Linked DNA regions of Zea mays: region 2 is linked to region 1. The links are chromatin contacts, called in public Hi-C maps. All regions are on one chromosome and are shown on one strand. Each heading gives the region's core, a stretch centred on a gene start, on an enhancer-like site or on the middle of the called end of the contact. The rest is flanking DNA. Distances are from core to core; before and after follow the strand shown. Region 1 holds the start of LOC100274149 (OSJNBa0059D20.8-like protein). Region 2 holds the start of LOC100285991 (bile acid sodium symporter/ transporter).

Region 1 (2,708 bases), core at 150-2,649:
CAGTTACTAACAATTATTCAGTATTGCCACATCTCCATACAAATGCATGCACTTACACCTTTGAGTACTGTTTTATATACCAGGCAACTGTACCTAAAACTTGTCCATAAGGTATTTGACAGGCAACATCGCAATAGACTCACCGGAGCCAAGGATGATGAGACAACGCAATCTGGTGTTGCGTGGTCTCGATGCTGATTGGCCACTGTGCCACAACACGTAGAAGAAGCGGACTGTGAGCACAGAGATGAGTACTGGAAGGGCGTAGCAAGCGGCCACCACGGCATTGAGACCCATCTGTGTTGAAGTAGCAGAGTGTGAAACAAGAAGTTTACACATCTATCTACAATAAGTCAATATTACTTCTTGTTTGGCTTATGCCTTCTAATGGACATGAAAGTATTGAGCATTTCATCTTCATCCATTTCGAATGAACTCTGTATTGTACTCTAAGCACATGAAGAAATTTTATTTCAGTGATCCACGGAATGAACTCTGTATTGTATTGTCGTACATCAACTCTAGAACATGTAACAAATTACATTTTACTGACCTTAATCTACTCTCTATTGTGGTGCTGTACATCAATGTTTCCATGCGGTGAAGACCCAAGATTAGAATACAGGGTGTGCCTAACTAAAAAGTCCCTATACAATACAATACAAAATTTGGTAAACGGTTTGGTAAAGAGAGATAATGTATCTATAAGACCTCACAATACCTTAAATTCAACAGAAAAGTTCAAAACTTACACAGCCGACAATTAAATTGTTGAAACATAAGAGTCGGTCTTACAGAAAACAAGCAAAAAGAAGGCACATCAGTGATCAGTCCTAAGCCCCAATTATATGCAGATATGTTAAATCATAAATTCACATTTCACAACCAATCACCAATCACGGGCATATGGAAACCTTCGTCCCTATTTTGTACTGTCTACCAACAACTGATTCACATTTCACAAGCAGTCAACAAGCAATTCCAAGCATGGGCCAACACCTAATCTAATGTCTCAGTACTTATTTTGCTCACCAGAAATGCAAGAAGACGAGCAACAGAGGCAAGGCAAAGAACTGCGGTCGGCCGCCGGCAGGCACTGGCGCACACGCACTGCGCAGGGGCGTTCGTCGCCAGCAGCCAGGGGACCCGGCGGAGGTCTGGAGGTGCGGCTACGCTGCAGCACAGCCAGCGCCCAGCGCTGGAGGACGGGGAATCAGGTAAGGCCCGGGAAGGGCGGGCCGGTGGGGCAAGTTCGCTGAGAGCACCGTGTGACGACCCGTGGCCACGACGCGCCTACGCCGGACGTGAGCCGAGCAGTGGATCGCCGGTGAGCGTGTCGGCGATGGCGAGGAAGACGCTGGATCAGCCGGAGGGCTGCCAGGTTTGTGGTTTTCTATTCCAGATGGTAGATAGTGTTCACAGTTCGGCGTCCCGGCTTATAAGCCTGACTAGACAACCCTGATACATGGGTCCCACACACCCAGAATGCGTTTCCGCTTACAAGGATACGACGTAGTTTAGGGGGTGTTTGGTTTTTAGGGACTAATGTTTAGTCTCTTCATTTTATTTATTTTTAGTCTATAAATTGCTAAATATAGAAACTAAAAAAAGTTTTAATTTCTATATTTGATAGTTTTGGAATTAAAATGAAATAAAATGTAGGGACTAAACATTAGTCCCTAGAAACCAAACACCCCTTACAGAATACGGTTCAGCTCAGTCTCTGTTTCCTTCAGTCCGGCTGCTTCCTCCAGTCCGGCAGTGTCTGCCGTGACATCTCCCCCGGCCTCAGGTGTTGCTTGGCCCCAAGCAACTGCTTCAGGAAAGCGATGCTTCAACACCGTGTAGTCTTCCCATGTGGTGGCAGCAGGGTCGAGATTCTTCCACCTGACGAGCACCTGGACGATTGCCTTGTGTCCCTTTTTTACCATGCGACGATCGAGCACCTGAAGGGGTTCAGTCCCTTGGACCGACAGATCTGTTAGAGTGGGGAGCTCAGTAAACACAGGAGTATAGTTTGGAGTAAATGGTTTCAACTGAGAGACGTGGAAGACTGGATGAATTTGAGAAGTTGCTGGAAGATCTAGTTTGTAAGCAACTGCGCCTAGTTTCTGAAGAACTGAAAATGGCCCATAGTAACGGTATGCAAGCTTGGGACAAATACGCTTGGCCACTGTGTGCTGAGTGTATGGTTGGAGCTTGAGCAGAACTTGATCCCCAACTTGGAACTGACGGTCGATCCGGTGTTTGTCGGCCTGAATTTTCATACGGTTGCGAGCCACTGTGAGATGCTGTTTGAGTCTGTCAGTCTGCACTTCCCTGTCCCACAGAAAATCTTCAGCTGTTGGGTCTGGTTTGGCCGCAGACGCTGGAAGAAAAGAGCAGTCTGGATCATAGCCATAGATTGCCTTGAATGGGGAGCATCATAAGGATGTATGAAAGGATGTATTATACCAGAATTCGGCTAACGCCAACCATCGTTTCCATTTCTTTGGAGTTTCAGCAACTGCACAGCGGAGATACATCTCGAGGCATTGGTTTACTCTCTCGCTCTGGCCATCGGTTTGAGGGTGGTAGGCTGTGCTGAGGAGTAGCTTAGTGTTGAACCGAGTGAACAAGTGTTGCCAGAGGTTGCTTGTAAAGATCCGGTCGCGATCTGAAACAATCGTTTTCGGAAGGCCATGTAACTTAATCACCTGATCCAGCAA
Region 2 (2,708 bases), core at 106-2,605, 380 kb after region 1:
CACAAAGATTTGTGGACCCATCTGTCAGGTGCTCCAAAATTACTCGTGACCTCTTTTGGCGAGCGCGCAGACTCGAGCGACCCTTTTTTACGAGGTTAGCTTGAAGCGGTGTATTTTGTAGAGCGACAAGTACGAGCGACCCATTTTACCAAATTCCTCCATGAAGTTAGCATGGCGGCTCGGGAAGCTGTACAACCGTGACAATCCAGCCACACGCAGGAAAGAACACTAACATCGTAATTATAGAAGAGGCAATGGAGTAGCAGGAAAGAGATGAACTCACATTGGAGGGCGAACCGAGGCTCTCCGATTTGCTCCATCATCGCGTTGCCGTGCGACACGAGCACCAACCGTTAGACTCCAGGCGTCTAGGCACCAGCCGGATCCGCCGTAGGACGCGGCGAGTGCGCACGCACTGGTGTGGACGCCGCTCTGTCCACGCACGGTCCTGCGCGGATGCAGACCGTGCTCGCGCCTTGCCCAAGGAGATGGCCACGAAGCTCGAGGCCGCGCCTAGATGGGGTCGCGCCCGTCGTACCGAGGCTGGGGCCGTGTCACCGCGCGCCCGTATGCCACGGCTGCGCCCTCGACGGGGCCGCCGCGCCCGCGTGCCTCTGGGGCAGCGTCCACGCCGCCAAGGGCCGTGCCCGCGCGTCGGAGGCCGCGCCTCGCTCTCGTCGGGGACGGGGGCCGCCGCGCCGGGGTCGGGTCGCCGGCCACGCGCCCGTGCCGTGACCGGGAGGCCGCGCCCGTGCCGCCGGGGCTGCGCCCTGCGCTGGCCGAGGTCGCGCTGCGACAACACAAAGAAGTTCGCGCATACTCCGCTTGACCTCCCGTGCACGGAGAAGTTTGCGCCTGCTCCTTCTGGATCTCAATGAACTCGAGGTCGGGTAGGACAGAGGCAGCGCCGTCGGGGAGGCCACCAAAGGGGTTGGGGCGTCCTCCACCTTGACGAACGCGGTGACGGAGGCGGAGACCGGGTAGGATGGAGGCGGCGCCATTGGCACACGAGAGAGACGAGGTGCTGCCGGTCACCCACGCGTAGGGAGGCGGCCGTTGCGGGCGTAGGGAGCGACATGGCGATGGGTGTGCTGTAGTGGCGCCGGTCGGCGGGATTTGTAGGGGCATGGCGGCGGGCGTGTGATCCGCGCGCGTAGGGTTTCGCGGCGGGATTCGTAGGGGCCTGCGCGGCGGGCGCGTGATCCGCGCGCGTACGGAGGGGAATCGCGGTGGGGGGGGGGGGGGGGCGGGCGTGCGCGTAATCCGCAGGGTAGGGAATCGACGGGAGCAGTCTACACTGTAGACTCAATAGTTAGCCGCAGGGTAGGGAATCGGCGGGAGCAGTCTACACTGTAGACTCAGTAGTTAGTAGAGAAATACTCGTGCGCGCACCACGGACAAAAACCAACCACCGTGCGCCAGCCGCCACGCCAGCGCCTGCCATGGCTCCTCTCCTCCTCCTCCCCCTCCCCCTCCCCCTCCGACCCATCCCCGCCGAGAACTCCATTTCCCGGCTCGCACCGAGGCCAAGGTTCCCTCGTCCCTTCTCCAGGCGGCGCCTACGCCTTCCCGCCCTCCTCCAAGTCCAATGCCTCGCGGCCACCGGCCCCGCCGCGCCCGCGCCGCGGTGGCACGCGGCACTGTCCGCCGCGGCGGGGCTGTACCCGGCCTACGTCGCAGCCGGCGCCTCCGTGGCCTTCACGCGGCCCGAGGCGTTCCGGTGGTTCGTGGCGCTGGCGCCGGGGTCCTACACCGCTACGCTCGGCTTCATCATGCTCGCCATGGGCCTCACGCTCCAGCTCAGTGACTTCGCCGCCCTCCTCCGCGACAGGCCCCTCGCCGTACGTGACTGGATCGGCGGACCTGTATCCCTTCTCGCTCGATCTCCTTCTCCCCCCGTGCAAGTGCAACCGTGAATGGATATCCGAACGGTGGTTGGTTGATTCAATTCAACAAGGTGTTTTCCTGCTGCAGATTTTGTTCGGGTGTGCCGCCCAGTACACCATAATGCCTGCGTTTGGCGCTATCATTAGCCACGCGCTGGGGCTTCCCCCGTCGCTCTCAGCTGGCCTCATCCTGCTGGGATGCTGTCCTGGAGGAACTGCATCCAATGTGGTAAGACTGTCAGCTGAGCCCAGTTTGTTACACTCCCAATTTCTGTTAGAGAGGGGAAATTTTCCCCCTTCTCTTTTATTTCTATGGACAAATTAAGAATATCTATGCAATTCTGAGTTCATACTCTTGTATTCGTTGAACACTGAAATTGAGATGCCAACAGTAGTAGACTACTTGGTTTTTTTTCTAAAACGTTTTTTTCTAAAACGCGCAGGAGAACTGCGCGTTAAATATATTACGAAGATAGAAGAAACAATAAGTCAATAATGGTCTAAATAGACCAGAGTACAGAGTAAAAAGCAAAAGAAAAACGACCTTACGGTGGCCAGAAACAAAAATACACATAAACATCCATATAGAAGACAGCCAAAAGACATCAACAACTGCCCCTAAACTAAGGCCAGATGGTGCACAGATCTTTGGCACCCGCCAGACACCACCTCTGAGCGCCGTCTTTGATGTTCTGTATAATTTGGTTGCCACTAGGAGCATCCCCCTCAAACACACATTTATTCCGCTGCTTCCAAAGCCACCATGCCAACAACATCACAAGGGAGTTAATCCCTTTGCGCAGCACATGAGGGACCTTGCCC

The links. Hi-C and Micro-C count contacts between places; a contact is called where the count stands out from the background.
Region 2: a contact with region 1 is called in a Hi-C map of ear, with 2.8 times the contacts expected there. The contact joins the promoter of LOC100285991 here to the promoter of LOC100274149 in region 1. A contact is called at or near these places in 4 of 25 Hi-C or Micro-C datasets (bundle sheath, ear, endosperm and 1 more).

The regions. Positions count from the first base shown.
Region 1 is chr3:142,122,020-142,124,727 of Zm-B73-REFERENCE-NAM-5.0, forward strand. It overlaps LOC100274149 (OSJNBa0059D20.8-like protein), which reads right to left and starts at 1,400. Exons shown (of 5, transcript NM_001148527.1): 1 at 1,033-1,400; 2 at 144-297. The coding sequence starts at 297.
Region 2 is chr3:142,502,905-142,505,612 of Zm-B73-REFERENCE-NAM-5.0, forward strand. It overlaps LOC100285991 (bile acid sodium symporter/ transporter), which reads left to right and starts at 1,356. Exons shown (of 7, transcript NM_001372350.1): 1 at 1,356-1,841; 2 at 1,975-2,115. The coding sequence starts at 1,443.